Linked DNA regions of Capsicum annuum: region 1 is linked to region 2. The links are chromatin contacts, called in public Hi-C maps. All regions are on one chromosome and are shown on one strand. Each heading gives the region's core, a stretch centred on a gene start, on an enhancer-like site or on the middle of the called end of the contact. The rest is flanking DNA. Distances are from core to core; before and after follow the strand shown.

Region 1 (7,104 bases), core at 1,878-4,377, 39 kb before region 2:
ACTAACCTGGTGCTGATTTTATTATCAGTACAAGACTGTTATCTTTTTCTAAAAAAGAACATAGATTAGATGGTTCTAAATTCTAATACTGTAGCTTCTAATGGTTAATATCAGCCTTTATCTTCAATTTTGTTATGGTGCATTTTCAATCAAGTTAAATGGGTATGCATTGATGCAGATGGGTTGATGAAGTTATTCCAGATGCACCTTGGGTTGTTACCCCGGAGTTCATTGAGAAACATCAGATTGACTATGTTGCACATGATGCTCTTCCGTAAGGCTAATGGCCCATAAAAATTTACTTCTGTTAATTTGCTTAAGGTCCTTGTTTCCTTGGAAATATATCTAGATGAGCTTTCCATATTCCTCATTATATTCAATATTTTACTTTAAGGTCTCCCCCTGTTGTAGGATTTGCTTTATTTTATTTGTTTGTTTTGTGTTTCATTTTGGTTCATAAATATTTTTTGTTTTAATTTTTCATCTTCTTGTCTCTGCATGTCAGTTATGCGGATGCAAGTGGAGCTGGAAATGATGTTTACGAGTATGTAAGTCTAAAATGAACTTCAGTTCATCATACACGACTTTCTACCTTATTATTTTAATGTTTCTTTTAAACAATTTCGTTTGTCTGTAGAGCGTTTTTGTGTGTGCACATACGAAGATGGTTGCAACTTGTTCGTCTTTTCAACATGCTGCATGAAATTCATTCTTTATTTGCTTGTTGTAGATCCTTTATTAATCAATATAAGATATCTAGTTTGATATGCGCTTTTTGATGCAATCTAAGTCTTGTGTAATGTTAATATTTTGAAAACCTGTGTTTTTAGGTTAAGTCCATAGGTAAGTTTTTGGAGACCAAGCGGACTGATGGCATATCTACTTCAGATTTAATAATGAGGATTGTGAAAGACTACAATGAATATGTGATGCGAAATTTGGACCGAGGATATTCAAGAACAGATCTTGGTCTCAGCTATGTGAAGGTATACTCCTTGGTGCTTTAATTTGGTGATGTAACATACCTTACCTCTCTCACGAAAAAAGTGCTATTTTTTCGCGAATGTATTGAAATAAAGAAAGTGTTTAATTAGATGATGATGTAGACTTTCTGTGATAGCATTAGATTTACATTTCGTTTCGTTATCTGCTTTGCCATATATTAACTTCATTATTGCCTCTTTTAGGAAAAAAGGCTGAGAGTGAATAGGGGTTTGAAGAAGTTGCACGAGAGAGTAAAGAAACAACAAGAGAAAGTGGAAGAGAAGGTATATTCTTCTTTATTAACTGATTTTCATTTCGTTATTTCGAATACAAGTTGTCAGAAGAGTCTCCAATCTCCATAGAATGTGGTTTGTGAATGTAGTTTGGCAATTATCTGGAAAAGGCAAAAGAGGAAAGGATATTAAGACGATGATCTCTGTCCTTTTATCATTTGTTCAAACAGCATTTTTTTCTTGAACAAGGTTACATATTTGATATATAATCAAAAGAGTATCCCTCAGCATGAAGACTGTGCTAAGAGAATCATTGTCACCGGAACCCCAACAAACATAACCGATTTGTTAACTAGTTACAATGATCCAATAATGTTTTAACTACAGAATCTACATCTTCTGCTAGGCCCTCCTTGCACCAAAAATGAAACAAAAAATACACAATTCATTTTAATCTTCTGTGGAGTTGGCTACATCTTCAAAATAGCGTTCATTCCTCTTCCTTCATATTGTCCACCAGATGCATGTAGGAATAATTTTCCACCATCTCTTCTGCCTTACCAAATTGCCTGGATCATTCCTGCATGGAAACAACTTAGCAGTTTTCCGAGGCATTATCCATCTGAGCCCTTTCATACTCAGTAATAGCTGCATCCGAGTACTGGTAATTTTGCAATGGATAAATATGTTCCATTTTATCCCTCGCAGAGTAAACATTTAGAACACATAGAAAACATTGTGCAAATGGCACTTGGAGCAATGTAAGGGTAGCACGGGAAACAATAGGATGGTATATAAGGTAACGTTAAATTGGAGAATACAACGGAATTGCCTTCTGCATACCCCACTTGTTGGACTATACCGGGTATGATGTTGTTCTAGTGAATATTATGAAGTGTAAACGGCTTGGTGGCACATCTTATAATGGAATATCAACATTATACATCAGTGTTAGGTGTTCTAGTCTTTTATCATCTCTGTGCAACTGTCATTTTCTTGTAGGTTCTCGTATTCTTAGATCCTTTATATTTTAAGCTGACGGAATTTCGTGCAACAGTGTTTGAATGATTCTTTTTCTCCAGTGCAACACTCTTGTGTAAATTCAAGTTTTGACTTTGTTGGTTTCCACATTGGTATGGTTTCATTTGTTGAGAGGCCTGGAGCTTTTTAGTTAGTATATAGTAATTTACTCAACCTGTAATGAAGTGTTCACGAGCTTTTGCAGTTTGCTTCCCCTGTATGATGCGGCTCGGTTGACAATATAAAATTGAGCAGTATGTAGTTATGAGAGCTTTTTGCTATGTTGATGAAATGAACATAAGATACTTGTTGCAGATTCAAACAGTAGCAAAGCATCGAAATATTTGGGTGGAGAATGCTGATAGATTGGTTGCTGGTTTCCTTGAGATGTTTGAAGAGGGCTGCCACAAAATGGTTCGATCTCTCTCCCACCTTCCCCGTCCCTCCTAACCCCCATCCTCTTCTTGTCTCTATCTGGTGGTGTGTTTAATCCTCCACAGTTTCTAGGCACAAAAAATTTAGCACCTCGCACGCACACAGTGAGAGTGGTTTTAATTTGCACATCTGATCATACATATTGGGCTTTCAACAGGGGACCGTCATAAGAGACCGAATTCAAGAGCAGATGAGGACCAAGAGTATAAAAGGGCTTCTATATGACCACGAGGATGATGATGAATATGATTACTATTACGGCAGCAGTGACGATGATGAAGAATACTACGATGGTGAAGATGAAGAATAGTGTTCCTCACTTTTTTCATGTTATGTGGTGAAACTCTCACCGTGTAAAATGTAGTTTATGGATCAAATTTGGATGAAGATGTATAACGGTTGGATGCGCGTGCAATATGCGTGTTTTCTTTGGTAGAATGTAGTGGCCGTTTAGTTGTGTTGTAAACCGTGATCAAGCATAGTCTTGTACCATAACACTGTCAAGCAGAGTGATTTGTCTAATACGAGATGAATAATCATATGTTTTTGAAAATACTACTTTATTTTCTCCTTTTCTTCTTTTGACAATTGCATAGCTAGGAATCCTCACCTCTTCTTCTGGAGTTTCTTATCAAAATAAAAAAGGAAACTACCTAGCTGCAGCTAATAAGCTATTCAGTTTGGTAGTTCTTGGCTTCTCTGGCTACCTTGTAAATGTAGTTATGATTTTTCTGGTCTGCCTGTCAACAACATGCCTAGTATATTCCCACATAGTGGGGTCTGGGGAGGGTAAAGTGTACACAGATCATACAACTACCTCAGGTGAAGTACAGAGGTTGTTTCCGATAGACCCCTCCGGCTTAGGACCGATAGTATTATAACAAACACAAATCATAAATGCATATAAATTAGTACAATTTGTCAAATTATACTACAATCACAAGATAATCTAAAAACTATTTATCTGAAATCATAGACATCACTCGGCACCACGAACAAGAAATTTCAGACACAAATAAAGAGCACTCCCCTATTGTTACCGACGTACTCTCACCCCCTAACCCTCTACCCTAATTCGCGTTCTCCACACCTTCCTATTAAGGGTCATATCCTCCATAAGCTGTAACTACTCCATATCATGCCTAATCATCTCCCTCCAGTATTTCTTTGGCCTACCTCTACCCCGCCTAAAACCATCCATAGCCAGTGTTTTACACCTCCGCACTGGCGCATCCGAGCCCCTCCTCATCACATGCCCAAACCAACGTAACCTTACTTCTCACATCTTGTCCTCCACCGAGGCCACTCCCACCTTCTCCCGAATAATCTCATTCCTTACCTTATCTTTTCTGGTATGACCACGCATCTATCACAACATCCTCATCTCTGCCACCATCAACTTTTGGATGTGGGAGTTCTTAACTGGCCAACACTCCGCTCCATACAATATAGCCGGTCGAACTACCACTCTGTAGAACTTCCCTTTAAGCTTCGGGGGTACCTTCTTATCACATAAAACTCCCGAAGCGAGCCTCCATTTCAACCACCCAGCCCCAATACAATGTGTGGCATCCTCTTCAATCTCACAATTGCCCTGAATCATAGACCCCAGATACTTGAAACTCTCCTTCTTCTGAATAGCCTGAGAGTCCAGCTTCATAACCACACCAGTCTCCGGCGACACATCACTAAACTTACACTCCAAGTAATTCGTCTTGGCCCTGCTTAACCGAAATCCTATAGACTTAAGAGTCTATCTCCAGTCTCTAACATATCATTTACTCCTCCTCGAGTCTCGTCAATCAGCACTACATTATCAATAAATAACATACACCAAGACACCTCCCCTTGAATATGTCGCGTCAAAACATTCATCATCAAGGCAAATAAAAAAGGGCTAAGATTCGATCCCTTATGCAACTCTATCAAAACCAAAAAGTGCTCCGAATCTCCACTTACCATCCTCACCCGAGTCTTCGCGCCATCATACATGTCCTGAATCAACCTAGTGTACGCCACGGGTACCCCTCTAGCCTCTAAACACCTCCACAAAATCTCCCTGGGAACTTTGTCACAAGCCTTCTCAAGATCAATAAACACCATGTGCAAGTCTTTCTTCCTCTCCCGAAACTTCTCTACTAATCTCTTCACAGGGTGAATGGCCTCAGTAGTTGAACGACCTGACATGAAACCGAACTGATTCTTAAAGATAGTCACGCTCTTTTTCAGCCTCAACTCTGCCACCCTTTCCCAAACCTTCATAGTATGACTCAACAATTTAATGCATCTATAGTTGTTGCAACTGTGAATGTTTCCCTTGTTCTTGTACAATAGAATCATCGTACTCTACTGCCAAGCTTCAGGCATCTTTGCCGCCTTATAAATGATGTTAAACAACCCTATCAACCACTCTAAACCTTCCCCGCGCCAGTACTCTTCCAAAAATCCACTGAAATCTCATCTGGTCCTGTCGCCCTACCCCGATGCATCCTGCAAATAGCCCCCTTGACCTCCTCCACCTCGATTTGCCTACAATAACCATAGTCGCGACACTCCTCAGATTTTCCCGTCACCCAATAAGAGACCTTTGTCCCTCTCGTTATTCAAAAGTTTACGAAAATAGGACTGCCACCTCTTCCTAATGAGGGCATCCTCAACCAACACAGTACCATCTTCGCCCTTGATGTACTTCACTTGGTTAAGGTCACAAGCCCTCCACTCTCTGGCCTTGGCAAGCCTATACAACTTCTTATCCCCGCCTTTCTCATCTAAAACCGCTTACAAGCTCTCAAAAATTATCGTCTGAACTACTGTAATCGCAAGCTTAGCCTCTCTCCTAGCTACCTTATATTCCTCCTTATTCGTTTGCCTCTCCTCATTATCCTTTCTCTCAACCAACTTAGCATACGCCATCTTCTTAGACTTCACCTTTCTCTTAACCTCTTCGTTCCACCACCAGTCCCCTCGATACTTGCCAGATCGATCTCTTGAGACACCCAACATCTCTCTAGCGGTCTCCCTAATGCAATTGAAAGTTGTCTCCCACATAATATCCGCATCTCCTCTACTCTCCCAAGTCCCTCTGCTCCTCAACTTCTCCCTCCATCTCCAAAGCACTAGCCAAAGTCAAGCTACTCTACTTAATCCTGGGCCGAACCTCCATACTCCTCTTCTTTTTGCCCTTATTGATTACCAAGTTCATCACCAACAACCTATGCTGAGTTGAAAATTTTTTGCTAGGTATGACTTTATAGTCTTTACGCTTTACAATTTTTACAGCGCTCTATCACCCTTTCTAAGGAGCAAAAAGTCTATCTGAGTTTTGGCCACTGAACTACGAAACGTAATAAGGTGATCATCCTTCATCGGAAAGCTCAAATTCACTATCCATAACCCAAAAGCCCTAGAAAAATTCAAAAGAGAAGCTCATCCTTCATTCCTCTCCCCAAAAGCGAAACCGCCATGCACACCATCATAACCTCTCGATGAAGACCCAATATGCCCATTGAAGTCTCCTCCCACGAAAAGCTTCTCAGTGCTCGGGACGGTCAAAACCTCCCCAAAACCCGTCTTCTCCTCCTCGTCCAAACCTACTTGCAGAGCTTAAGCTCTAATAACATTCACCGTAGACCCTCTCACGACCAACTTAATAGACACCAACCTATCACTGACTCTCTTAGTCTTGACCCACATCATATTATTTTACCTTTATTAGATCCGGATAAAAATATAACCTGCGATTCTTTCCATGAAAAACCTTCACCTTTTGTTGAGGGTGAGTGAAATGAAGAACAAAAGGTAAGCGTTTTTTGGTAGAAAGAACCACAGACTAATTTTTTTTTTTTGGATCTAATGCAAGTAAAATAATATGATATGGTGGATTTTTAAATTTTAGGTAAAATAATATAAGAAATTCAGATATATGCACAGTATTATGCTACGTGTTTCTCTAGGTAACTTATTATGGCCTAAAAATTTGACGGTAAGGACATTGACTAGCTAAAAGTATAATTAAGAAGGATATTTGCGTATCACTTTTGAAAGTTTGGGAGTAAATCTATAATCTATAATCTATATCTATAATTTATAATCTATAATCTATAATCTATATCTATATCTATATCTATAACATATTAAAAGTGTGAATGGCCTTAGAAATGTCGTTTGAACTTTTTGTCCTCCATTAAAAGTCTTTGCTTTCGATAAAATCGTCTTTTCACTATTTTTTTAATATTTAAGAATTAAAAATTAATTAAATATATTTATGCTAAAGCTTTTTCTTATTAGAAGTCATAAAAATTAATGATAACTAATATTTTTTTCATTAGCTTAGGAATTCTAAATCAACTAAATTTGATTTTAAGAAGATTTAAAAAGTTTATAAATCTACATCTACATCTATAATATATTAAATTTATTAATCACTTGAAAC
Region 2 (6,647 bases), core at 216-2,715:
AGACAATTGATTGATCTAATAAAGTAACAAATAATATATACTTCAAAGTTCATTTATTAGTAACAAAATAATACTTCAAAGTTCATTTATTTGAAACACTTTAATTGGAGATTGTCCACAAGTTGAAAAAGAGAGAGCACTGTGATTTTTTTTAAAAAAAAGATAATTATGTGGTTGTCTTTCTTTCAGTATTAGTGGTACTTTGTTACTACTTGTTTCGTCTATAATAATTACTCTTAACGATTGTAATGAAAGTTACAATTTTGGCTAAAGAATTATGCGAATAATGATAGATTATACTATATATATGTTGTATTCTAAAAGAGTAATGTTTGATCCTCCTCAAGTGACCCTTTCCTTTTATTCAAACTTTAAGATCAAATAGGCCTCGAAATTGAAACTACCATTTGAATCGAAAATCAACATCATCAACTCTTTGCCTCGTCTACGTAGCATGATGAGCACCTTTGAAGTGCTCTCTCCTACTATATATGGTAGCTAGAGTTTACCAAGAACTAATTGTAACAACGTTTTGTTACAATGACATAATGTCTAGCACACAATCATATAAGTAAAACCAAACATCAACACCCCCATCTCTTAGATGAAAATGTTATTTCTAAAGAAAAACTCTCGTAGTCATCATAAGACATTCTTAAAGAGCTGTTAAAATTTCTAAACAATTGCTAGACTTGAGATGAAGCCTACAAGTAGGGCAAGAAGAATGTGAGAGTAGCCATTTATCAACACAAGCAACATGGAATGAGTGGCTACATTGAGGGAGAACCCTAATTCTCTCTCCATCCATGAAATCCAACAAGCAAATAGCACATGATGATGATGATGTGCATGAACCAGATGAAGAAGAATTTGCATTATTATTATAAGTAGATGTTGGCAAAGCAATCATATCTTTCTTCTTAAGCCCAGTGTTCACTCTCTTTGAAGCTACCCATTCAACTGGCTCAGAGATAGTCCTTTGAGTGCATTGAAACACACATTGTAACATGGAGTTTAGGCCAAGAGCACAAAGCAAAGCACATATTAGGGCTGCAATGATCACTGCCATGTTGATGTTTAGTGCACTTTCATTAATGTTCTGGGGTTGATGATCAAGAAAAGGGGTTTTGGCATCTAGGCTCATGATGGGGCTTTGTGTTGGAGTCATCATGAGGGGTTTATCCATAGAGAAATTAATTAAGAAAATGATTCTGGAATTAGAATTAACAGCCTCTCCTTCCTGATTGATCGATGGTAGAGCTTCAACTAGGGTTGTCACTTAGGAGACATGAAGAAGATATATATGAGGGAGTGAAATGTGAGACTTAATTCAATGATATTAATGGATGTATATTAGGAGGATATGGCTAGTTGGTTATCCATTATAGTTTCTAGCCTTTTTAGTTTATGCTATCATCAAAATGAAAGAAAAAGTGTTTGGGACCCCACCCCCCTCCCTTCCTTCCCAGAAAGAAGGTACTCTATAAGAAAAGAATTAAGAACATGATTTGTTCTCATCCAAGAGATGATAATATTTTTGATTTGATGATATTGGTTGGTAAAGGATAGCCAAGTATATCAACAATATAAAATATTAAAATTCTAGATATTCTTGGTTAATTTAATGATGAAGATAGTACGTTTTGGTGGTACAAATTTCATTGGTGCAAGTAAATGATCATTTTGATAATGATTGGCCATGGCAAGAAATAATATAAAACCAAAAAAAAGTAAGAAAAAGAAATATCGAAAACGATACTAATGGACAAAGCATATTAAGGATGTTTTTTCAAAACAAATAATCAAATAACGGCAGCGTCAACATTCACAAATGCTGACCTAGTTAGAAATATGACATTTAGGAAACCTGAAGGGTCAAAACTAATAAATGCTTTAATATGAAACTTTTGGAATGTGGGATCAAATTAAGCTCAAACCACATTATGTGACTCAATTACTGGCTTAGTCTTTTAAATATTCTTAAGAATATTCAATCCTTAGAAGAAAATTAACTTGATTTCTATATAAACTGTTTTTGTTTTTAAAACCTTTGGGTGGGGAGTGAACGTGAATAAAAAAGAAGAGTGGGAAAAGATGTGTGATCAGTAACTCCTTTTGCTTTTAATTTTAACAAAACGGAAAGAGCAATTCCCAATTTCCCATTATATCAACTACTAGTGTTTGGATGTCTTTAAACTTCCTAAACATTATGAACATTATTTCAGTTAGCCTTATTTTATTTCGTACATGACAAATCTTAATTCTATTTACAATTTAATATTCTACTAAAAGAGATACATCACTAAGTAAAGAAACCATAATTAAGACAACAAGTATTTTCATTTTTGGTCGTCTCAAGTTAGAACCTTGATAATATATGGGGTCATCTTACCACTAATGTGGGGCTTTTTGACTTCCAAATGAGTTTTAAAAAAATAGAGGTAAGAAATATTTAAACGACAATAAACAATATTTCCCATTGCTTGTTTTTCACATGAGAAAATTCTTTTCACCCACAATATTATGTTGGTCGACAAAAACTGACACCACTCCATCAACTGTTTTTTCACTCTCAATAACCACAACATTACTTGATACATTTGTTACAGCATGTGCTGGAAATCCAACCACCCCTCCTCTACAATAAAATGAATATTGTACATGATTTATCTTATTAGGAAATACAAGAATTGATGAAAAATCAGCCACCCACTTCGTTCCATTTCCAGCAACACTCAATTTTCCAGCAGTAGACTTCACGCTCATGCCATTCACATTATTTTGGTCAATAACAACTTGATCAATGTCATTGAACTGTCCATCCAAAGTCAAAATTGGAGTCATTTTTGAAGGGTTTCCACTAAACATGTTGTTAACAACGTTTAGTCCGAAAATTCGACCGTAAATCGCTTTCAAAACAACGTTACCCTCTCCAAGAAAATACCCATTTGAGATGTGAACTAAGAAAGGGTCTTCAATGACTATAGAGTTATAGTCAAGGTAACAGTTATCTATCCTGTTTTGGGATGCTTTAACTAAAATCCCAACCCCACCAAAATATGTTGCCTTGTTGTAACAATGCACCCCTGTGACAATATTTGCCTCACCCCTAAGTACAATCCCAATTGCTGATGAGAAAATTGTAACATCAGTAATGGCATTGTCATTGCTAGCAAGATCAATGGCTATGCCTGAGAAATCCCTCTCACCTCTATCACCACCAACGGTTGGATGTTGTCCCATGAACGTGTTCGATATAAATGTCTCGTGGCCTCTTTGAACGAGGACACCTTCCGTACTAAAGTGAACGAAAAAGCAACTGGTTACGCGAATTCTAGCCGAGTCAACGACATATAGACCTCCTCCTCGATAGCCTGAGTCAAAGAGGATGTCACGAAACGTAATGCCCTCATAGCGAATCGCGACATTTTGATCCCGTCGATCAAAAATGTCACTATGGTGGGAAATGTAGTCCTTATGAAGCTTGGGGGAATCTTGTGACCATAGTTCAATTAGGTGCCTATCGCCTGGAAATGTGTCTGATGCTCTCAGTGTTCCCCCTTTTACCTGAAATATTAAGGCAATTCACCAATCATCACAATGTGACATATATTTTTGGGTGAATATACAGGTCGGTGTCAGGCCTAACTCCTCCATCGTATAGATGGAACCTTAAACATAGGAAAAAAAAAAATCATCACAACGTGACCCTTTTTTTGTATGAAGAAGCACAAAAAAAGTAGGCATAGTAGATAGATATATGCGCCAAGAAAGGGGTAAAATAACTACTTCGATCATATGAATGCAACAGAAAACAGGTTAGGAAAACAATGGATCCTAATAGATATGGACAATCATATTGGGCTTGAGCATAGTATCGGTCAGGAGTACTAACCCAATGGGTTTGGCAATTGATGTAGTCCTTTACCGGAACAACATTTGCAAGAAAGAAAATAAACAACAAATGGTTAGTTGAACCTTTAGCCTTGTGTTTTCAAAAGGGGTTAGAGTGCAAAACGCATCAAAAGTATCCCAGTTTGTTTAGAGCATCATACTTGAACTACCAGGTTATGAGTCAAGTCGGAAAAGTGAACAATTAATAATTCAGTCATATTTTGATAAATAGTCAGTGATAGTTCAAAACTTACACATTACATCTTCAAAAAAAAATAGTCATTGTTCCTGAAATCTTACCTCGTCTATAGGAGCTGAAAAGTGGTTAATTATGAATTCTAAATACAGAATAATTAGACAGGAAAAAGAAAAGGAAAAAAACAGATCAAAAGGAGAAAAAAAGAGTAGAAAAAGGAAAAGACGCATTGATCTAACAAAAGAGAAAAATCTCCTTTATTATTTATCCCTATTCCCTTTGCCTCTTTTAATAAAAGAAAGATTATCTTTACATACAACAAATACTATTTCTCAAAACTTTAAGGGAGTCCTTACTCCTTTTGTTATTAGTATCTTAACTTTAGAAATTAAAGCTTCTTTTGACATGCATGCCTCTTTCTGCTTCTCTTTTTAGCATATTTTATCTTATACGAATACTTCATTAATAAGTATCGCGTTATCTGAAAAATATTCGACTGGAACTTTTTCTAACCATATATATATTAACTAAAAGGATCAAAAGTAATGGGAAAAGATCAAAAGGAGTAGTTGAATTAATGTAACAACCGTAGTGATCTTCTTTAATTTATATGATCTTGTCCTTTCAAATTTGTTAATATTAACAAATTATCTTTTTGATTAATTTCATTGACTAACTTTCTTAAAAGGTATGTCACATTCTACAAAATTAGTATTTATTTTGGATGGGACGAAATGATACTCCTTAAATGAATTTGGACAAATCTCACATTATAAATTAATTTTTGTGATTGAGTTAGTCTCAAAATACATTTTTTCAAATATTATGAGAGTTAGACCCATCTCAATTTATGATTATCGTTATTAAGCCCCCTATATATATTAAAAAATTTGTCTATACATCACATGTTCAATCCTGAATGTGAGATTGGGATCAGATGCTAAATCTCACATCGATAGAATGAGTTAAAAATGATATTTGTATATGAACTTGAGCAGTTATTATAAGCTGATTTTTGAGATTGAACAATTATTATAAGCTGTTTTTTCATTTATCTTTTCGTTTTTCTTAACTCCCTAGGTTGCCACATAGCTAGGCACTTGTCATAGCAATAGATAAAAGCAAGACATGAGATACATTTTCCAATAAAGCAGGACACATGTCTATAGACAACTTAATTGCATCGTTCACCGACAACAACCCCATGAGTAATTTTCAGTTTGAAGAACGCTGCCCAATCAAATCTAAATTGTAATCGCTTGCCACCACTATGTAGTTAGTCTGTTATATTTCTCATTTCAAAATCAGAAAATGAAAGAATGGTATTTGCTCCTCTACGACAGAAAACTAGCAATAATAATGTACTTGGTACTTCCAAAATGGATAGCACATCACATGAGTTTACAAAATACCTATAATGTGTGTGTGATTGCTCAAATAATGTACTTGTCCTTCCAAAATTTATTATGTTTTTGAATATAATAAATTTGATGTTGTGAAAAATGATTTTAGTGAATATATAGTATGTACTATGAGTAAAAATAGTTTATCTCTTGATTTTCATCAAAATTAATACTTATAATAGTTGTGAAGTTTTCTTCTTCTTTTCAATTTCATTATATTATCTTCTTCATGATTATTTAAAATGGAACTCCGATCCGTGATAGGAAATTACCTTCAAGGTGAAATCATTTTAATTAGATTTTATTAACACTTAGGTTAAACAGGTCATAGTGCACATTTTAAGAGTTGTTTTAAGAAAAAGGAGTGAGGGAAGAAGTGTGACATACCACAATGTTGCCAATACCAGGTGGAAATACAATAGGAGTGTTGATTCTGAAATTTCCACCTTGAAAATCAATAATGAGACCACCAAGATCACTAATACCAGGCAGCAACACAAATCCATTTTGCAATTTCAAGGCATCATCAATAGCTTCCTTTATGGCTTCACTGCTATCACTTGTCCCTGTTGGATCTGCTCCATACCCTATGGGAAAAACAACCCTTCCTTCACTCTAAAACCCAAAATCAAAAATAAAAATATTACTATCAAGTGAGGATAATTTTTTTTTAAAAAAATTGTAAATATAATAAAACGCGTCAAATTTAGAAGGAGAAGAATTAAACTAAAGACAAGGAAATAACATTGTTATCTTTCAAAATGAGAAAGGAAACGACATGATACTGAATGTATGTTTGTACCATTACCTTGTTGGCACACTTTGAACAAACAAATTTACGAGAACATCATTTCTTTACTAATTTGATATATTATTAATATTTTTTATTTTTTTTTGTGTGTGTGTGTGTGTTAAAACAAAACGTACTAGAAGTATTAATTATTGTAGTACCTTTTTGGGACTGTAGGTGGGAAGAGAAGGTTGTGGGGAATTTGAAGGTGATGAAGAATAGATGAAAGAGGAAGAATAAGGGAAATGTTTGTGTTCAAGTCCTTTTTGAAATTCATAAAGCTTCAACTCTCTAAGAGATGCATTTGCCTCTTTCACAACCATAAAATAATGAAGTAGAAAAAATAAGAATGCTACTAAACAAG

Evidence for each region. A called contact is a pair of places that touch in the nucleus more often than the background predicts.
Region 1: a Hi-C map of leaf shows a contact between it and region 2, with 2.0 times the contacts expected there. The contact joins the enhancer-like site here to the promoter of LOC107861073 in region 2. A contact is called at or near these places in 2 of 5 Hi-C or Micro-C datasets (leaf and placenta).

The regions. Positions count from the first base shown.
Region 1 is chr2:105,327,319-105,334,422 of UCD10Xv1.1, reverse strand. It overlaps LOC107858892 (choline-phosphate cytidylyltransferase 1), which reads left to right. Exons shown (of 8, transcript XM_016703697.2): 3 at 179-274; 4 at 506-548; 5 at 831-986; 6 at 1,188-1,268; 7 at 2,553-2,651; 8 at 2,830-3,228. The coding sequence ends at 2,982. Among protein-coding and RNA genes, the nearest start is that of LOC107858892, 11 kb to the left of the region's middle. Within about 2 kb of position 3,127, at least 2 of the 5 cell types and tissues checked have an H3K27ac peak or open chromatin away from gene starts, as enhancers often do. A contact at or near this core is called in leaf, where this site is marked.
Region 2 is chr2:105,286,977-105,293,623 of UCD10Xv1.1, reverse strand. LOC107861073 (RING-H2 finger protein ATL73) reads right to left here and starts at 1,465. Exons shown (of 1, transcript XM_016706463.2): 1 at 216-1,465. The coding sequence starts at 1,186. The coding sequence ends at 656. It overlaps LOC107858891 (polygalacturonase QRT3), which reads right to left. Exons shown (of 3, transcript XM_016703696.2): 1 at 6,445-6,647; 2 at 5,881-6,108; 3 at 2,458-3,567. The coding sequence ends at 2,491.